Linked DNA regions of Gossypium hirsutum: region 2 is linked to region 1. The links are chromatin contacts, called in public Hi-C maps. All regions are on one chromosome and are shown on one strand. Each heading gives the region's core, a stretch centred on a gene start, on an enhancer-like site or on the middle of the called end of the contact. The rest is flanking DNA. Distances are from core to core; before and after follow the strand shown. Region 1 holds the start of LOC107951356. Region 2 holds the start of LOC107951349 (trafficking protein particle complex subunit 2).

Region 1 (3,347 bases), core at 714-3,213:
AGCCTTTGTGTCCTAGTGAAATACTTACGGAAAATTAGGCTACCTTAGTAAATAGGGAAAATAATATTAGAAGATTTGTAATTTGGTAAGTTTTGATTTTGTAATCTTGGGGATTATATAAACCCCTTAATTGTAGATAGGCTTCGATATTGTTCGTCGATGTAACTCAATCTATATTGCTGGCGGTGGGGGAGCTCAACTATAAATAGAGAGCCTCCCCCTCATTTGTAATCATCCATTGTATTCTATTGTTTGAGTTAAAGAATATATTGAGAGCATTTACTCAAACACTTGGTGTACTTTGTTTTTCTGTGGTTATTCTGTTCTTTTGAGCTTTCTTTTGTTTTTGAGTTGCTTCCATTATATTTTTGGTACTTTAGAAAAATTCTATGAGAATTAAAGTTGATTTGGGTGAATTTAAAGGGTTGCATAAATTACGAGATGAAAGCACATCCACACTAATTTTAAACAAAATAATATGATATTCTAATGATATCTTAACAACTTTAAAAGCTGCCGCGTGAATCAAATAATATGTATGAGCACACAGGCTTTGTTCCAACTTTCATATAAATGATCATAAAATGGGCTTGGAATACCAAACAACTTTAAAGAGCGTCCAAATTCATAGGCATGTAGAGAAGATGGCGCTTTGATTTTGCATATCTTATTTCTTGCCAATGTTAGAAATGAAGAGTTAAAATGATGGGATTGAGCATAAAAATTAAAGAAGTATGAATAAAAAGGGGTCCATCTGAGTTGCTCTCATCAGTCAAAGGGGTTGATTGTAAATCTGGAATCACACCAATTTATTATCTGAATCCAAATAAAAAACACTGATTTTGTCTACCACTAACTGAAAATTACAATTACTACCACCTACAAACAAACTATACATGTATGTAAAGGATTAAAATTTTGTCTTATACTTGCAATTTTGGTCCCCCACGCTTGAATTTGATAAAAAGACTGTAAATTCGCATGTAGTTGATGATTCTACCTGAATCTTGAACAGGTTCATGACATTCACCTTGCCTGAAATCCTAGTCACGGCGTAGAGCGGCAATACGCCGCCCGTTGTGACATCCGAAAAGAATCTCGAATTGTAGATCAAACGATCCGCCATTACTGTTAGAGTTAAGTTCATGGGGACCGTTTGATCTGCGGAGATCTTACCTGCCGGGATGGGAGCCTCCCCGATTTGCTGCCCTCTGTAATTCAATTGGGCGTTGGAGTCTCTGTACTTGAATCCCACCTTGTTAGGGTTCTTGATGGAGAGATCGACGTCGAGGGTGGCGTTGAGCAGAACTCTGAACCTGGCCAAATCGACGGAGAAATTGAGGTCGGATAAGGAAACGGAGTCGACGGTGGTGATGGGGCGCTTGGCTTTGAAGACGGTGAAGGCTAAGATGATGATCAAGATGATGATGAAAACCAACAAGGCAATGGCTCCGAAACAGATGTTTCTGCGTTTCCGCCTCTTCCTGAGGACTCTGGTGGCGTCTGAAGTAGTAGTGTGCGGGAGATCCATTGATGGTTTCTCAGTCTTGTTCCTAAACGGCTCTACCTCCATATTTGATGATTCTTTCTTCCAACCCGAATATGTCGCAGATTTGATCTCTGGGTTTGTTTGGAATTCCAAAAATAATCAAGCTGATACCAGCAGCTAACTAACAACTAAGAGCAGGCTAGGCTAATAAATACCCTTCATTATTGATCTTTTAGTTTCACCTCACGTGGACTTCCTTTTCGACAATAAAGCTCATGCATTCGGGTTGAATTTTGGTGCAATCCCTTCATCTTTTTTCTATCCCTAATTAATTTCTCCTTTCATTTTTTTCACTTTATGTTACACTCATATCATTTTGATTTTCTTCTTTGGCTTGAAATCTCATTCTTTGTATAATTATATATATATATATTTTTATAATTTCCTAGTTGACAGTAACATCACTTCTACCAAAACTTTAAATAATAGTATAGATATGAATGATATTTCAATTTTATTTCGTATTTTATTTTAACCTTTTTTTATTTTAGTCCAATTCCATCTATATATATTTTTTATTTTTTTTATTTTAAGGTCGAATTATGTCTGGTTTCATATTTAGGATTTGCATATACAATATATATTATTCGGAATTTCTTATTCCTTATTATTGAGTTAAATATGTAAATTGGGGTGAAAGATGCTTGAATAGGGATTTTTCATATATAGCATATTAGGTTTCAAATATTTTAGCACTTTTAAAAAATAAATTAATAATTCATTTGACTATTTTAGCTCTTATTGAGTAAACATTAAAAGGTTTTACCTTACTTTGATTACTTAACCTTATTATTTGATATGTTTTTCATAAATTTAAATTTTTATTATATAGTCGGATATTTATATATTCATTTTTAATTTAAATAATAAATGGATTCAAATTTAAATTATGTTTTTAAAAAGGTCAAGATGTGATCACTGATATTATCAATTCATTACATTTATATTTTAATTATTGAATTGTAACATTAAAGTTAACGTGACTGTTTATATTATCTATTCAACTAAAAAATTTAAGTTACATAGCTACTCCCTACCTTTATCTTTATCTTTATCTTTTTCTCTTTTATTCTTTCTTTTTCTTTTTTTCTTCTTCTTCACCTTTTCTTCTTCTTACTAATACTAGAACTTGTTTATTATCTTCTTTAGATGATATATCCACCCATAATAATCCCAAATCTTTCTCCCAATTTGTTTCTTTTTCTTTCTCTAATTTTCATATCACTTTTTATAAATTTCTTTAGTCAAAAGTTTTTTTTAAAAAAACAATACCACATGTGTTCATTCAATTGGTTAATGTGCAATGTTAGTAATCCGTTAATGGATTAACATAAAATTTTACGATAGTGATTAGTTCAAACAATTATCTTAATTAAAGTAACTAAGTTGAAAATAAAATTAAAGTGATTAAAATAAGACAAACCCTATTTTAAAGTGACCTTAAATATAATTTAACCTTTTTTAAGTTTAATAAATCACCTATCAAATTATAACTCTAAATTATTGTATTTAATAACCAAAATTCATTATAAAATAATAATTTAATAAATGCTAAGAAGTATTTTCATAAGCAATCCTTAAAAGCTTTTTTATAAAAAATGAAGTAATCTTTGCTTGATTAACTAAAAAAGTTGGAGAATCTTTTTCCTTAATTTTTGGGTTTCTAAGATATGCTTTACCTAACTTATTTCTAAAGAAGGGAGAAAATAATTGGTTGTTAATATCCATGAAAAGCATATTTTTAATAATCAAATAACACTTGGCTTTTAAATTTTCTATATTAAATAAAAGGTTGTTC
Region 2 (3,342 bases), core at 470-2,969, 200 kb before region 1:
CAAATTTGAAACTAACAATTTTGATCAAAGTGTTCTTTCTTCAAAATACAAGTATGAATCATGTATCCAGAAAAGAAAGGTCTAAATGCCCAAGAAAGTAAGATAAAACAATTCTTGGCCAGTAAAACAAATCAATTCTTGGCCACTTTCAATGTGAAAAAAAGATATAAATCAAGAATCATTATAGGAAATATAGGAAATATATATGTACACAGATGAGAATAAACATCACACTTTAGCAGCAGATCCCACTTCAGCTTCATATATTGGGATGTCATTTCGGCTCACAATGATAAAACAAGCTGTACTTGTCATCCTTGTGTTACGGCAGGATCAACTCTGATTGACAGGATTCCAGCATCAAAAGAGAGAAAAACATAGGTGGTTAGGCCATAAGGCACATAGAAAAAATAATACATGCAGACAAGTGTACCAAATCACACATAAACAGCAGTTGAGTAAACCGAAAGGTTGATGGCAGAGAGTCCTTGGAAAGGAAAATAAAAGAATAGGAACAGAAAAAATTCCTAACTGTAATGTATATGCTCAAAATGCAAAGGCTAGTTGACACTTGACACAGTTTGTCAAAAAGTATAGAGCATTTGGGGAGTTATTTTAAATCAGTAAGGTTCTTTCGTTATCAAAACAAAGATTATTGCCTCTAACAGTCCAAGTGTGCACATTCTTGTTCATGTGACCCATATTTAAAAACATTAAAAGGAATTGAGTATATCCATTTCTTAGACAGACGCGTGTTGAAGACATATTTAGACAGGGATATAGAGATATGACCCTCCAAATATATGTGAAAACCTTTAAAATAAATGGAGTATATCCATGTCTTCGACACACCTGTATCTGTCGCTCACCATATCTATATCCAACACTCACCTGAGTCTGACTAGCATAGAACATAAAATTCTCTAAAGTTCTCCAAGATTAAGAAGATAATGGAACATGATCCTACAATGTTAACACAAACGGTATATTTTCCCTGCTTGAGTTTTCTCATAACATGCCCATTACTTAAAGTACAATTCGTTTTCCAAGAATTTGTTTATAATTGTCAAAAGAATTGTTCTGCCTAACCACTGCAGCCTCTATTCTTGAATCGTAAACAAAAATACAAACAAATAAATATATCTATGCTAACACCAAATCATGATCTGAAAATCGCCTCCTCACACTTTCCGATCAATTTAATCATTTAATTCTCCGCATTCCACACTCTATTTTCAAGATTTCAATATTATATGAAAAACCAAAGAGCCAAAGAAAAAGAAAATGGGTAACTGGGTAAAGGAGAAACCCAAAATTCCAGCATCTCATTGTTACATGAAAAACCTAATCTTCAGAAATTCAACTAAGAATATGAATCTAGAAAACCGAGAAACTTAACTGAGGCAAAAACATCATAAGCCAAAAGAAAAAAACAAACAAAACAAAATGAAAACGGTAAATGATTCAAACCTCAAAATCAGGAATTGGGGAAAAAATAAAAAATGGGATCCCAGAAATAATATATAGAATAATTGGGAGCACTGTTTGAGTGGATGATATTGAATTTGTGCAGTACAAAACAAACTTTTCACCGCACAGTTACTTGAATACTCCACTGGAGCTTGTAGCAGTTTTCCCACTTTAACCTTTGTGATTTGGTACACTATTTACTCAAGGGTTGGGGACGACTTTGTTTTATTTTCATCGTTTTTTCCATTTTTCTTGGTAGATAGGTTAACAGTGACCGTTTGGTTGGCATTACCATTCCATTACAGCCCAATTCTGCAGGCCCACCACTCAACTATTGTTTGGTCCAGTGGAATACAGGCTTATAGGGAATAAAGGTGTCATCCTCGTTGAATCGGTGCCCAATAGTTTTATTTTAACCTCCTCGCTTTCTCACTTCAGAAATGCTCTCACTCAGCCACTCTCAGTTCTGGCCTCCCTTGCTTCCTTCGCCTCTGATCACTAGCGCTCATCCCCTTTTCATTGAGTTCACTAAAGAGTCCCTTCAACCAAATAACTTTTTTACAAGCCTCAATAATCGCCATGTACTCAGCTTCAGTGGTAGACAAAGTGATTGTAGTTTACAAAGTGGCTTTCTAACTGATTGCACAACCTTCGATTATAAAGACATAACCTGTGAGAGATTTTTTTCTATCAAGGTCTCCAGCAAAATCAGCATCAACATACCCAATGACTCCATCTTTAGTTCTTTCAAATTGTAAGCAAACATTAGTAGTATCTCCTAAATATCTTAAAATCCACTAAACTGTTTTCCAATGTTTTTTACCGGGATTCGTCATGTATTTGCTAAATGCACTGACTGCATATGATAAATCTGGACGTGAACAAACCATATCATACATGAGAGATCCCACTGAACTAGAATGTGGAACATGTGACATGTACTTAATCTCATCATCTGATTGTGGAGACAAAATCGATGAAAGTCTGAAATGGGCTGCTAAATGAGTACTAATAGGTTTAGCACTCTGCATGTTGAACCTACAAAGAACTTTCTCAATGTACCCCTTCTGACTTAGGTACAATTTACTTGTTTTTCTATCTCTGAGAATCTCCATACCAAGTATCTTTTTTGCTGGTCCCAAATCTTTCATATTAAATTCTTCACTTAGTCAAGCTTTGACATTTATTATCTCTTATTTATCTTTTGTTGCTATCAATATGTCATCAACATAAAGGAGTAGATACACAAAAGAACCGTCACTATTTTTCTTAAAGTAAACACAACTGTCAAAGCTACTTATTTTGAAATCACGAGAAGTCATAACGTAATTAAAATTCTTGTACCACTGTCTTGGTGACTGCTTCAAACCTTAAAGGGACTTTTTCAGCAAGCAAACATAGTCTTCTTTTTCTGAGACTGTAAAGCCCTCTAGTTGTTGCATGTAAATATCTTCCTCAAGTTCTCTATGCAAAAATGCTGTTTTTTCATCTAACTGTTCACGCTCTAAATCATGCATGGCCACAATACCAAGTAAAGCTCGAATCGAACTATGCTTCACAACTAGGGAGAACACATTTATGAAGTCCACTCCTGAAATTTGACTGTAACCAAGCTTTACTTTATATCTGGGTTTTTCAATTCCTAGAATCCCTTCTTTCTTTTTAAACACCTATTTACAACGAATAACCTTTTTTCCTTTAGGGAGCTTCACAAGATTCTATGTTTTATTTTTGTGAAGTGGTTTCATCTCCTTTTGCATAGCAAACATCTATTTTTCTAAGTCTTCACAGCTAACTGCCTGAGAATAATTAGATGGCTCTTAGTTTGCATCTATATCTTCAACCACATTTAAAGTATAAACAACTAGATCA

What was found. A called contact is a pair of places that touch in the nucleus more often than the background predicts.
Region 2: a Hi-C map of leaf shows a contact between it and region 1, with 1.9 times the contacts expected there. The contact joins the promoter of LOC107951349 here to the promoter of LOC107951356 in region 1. A contact is called at or near these places in 4 of 34 Hi-C or Micro-C datasets (hypocotyl and leaf).

Annotation. Positions count from the first base shown.
Region 1 is chrA02:26,962,228-26,965,574 of Gossypium_hirsutum_v2.1, reverse strand. LOC107951356 reads right to left here and starts at 1,963. Exons shown (of 1, transcript XM_016886374.2): 1 at 782-1,963. The coding sequence starts at 1,573. The coding sequence ends at 911.
Region 2 is chrA02:27,165,194-27,168,535 of Gossypium_hirsutum_v2.1, reverse strand. It overlaps LOC107951349 (trafficking protein particle complex subunit 2), which reads right to left and starts at 1,719. Exons shown (of 6, transcript XM_016886362.2): 1 at 1,471-1,719; 2 at 235-339. The coding sequence starts at 315.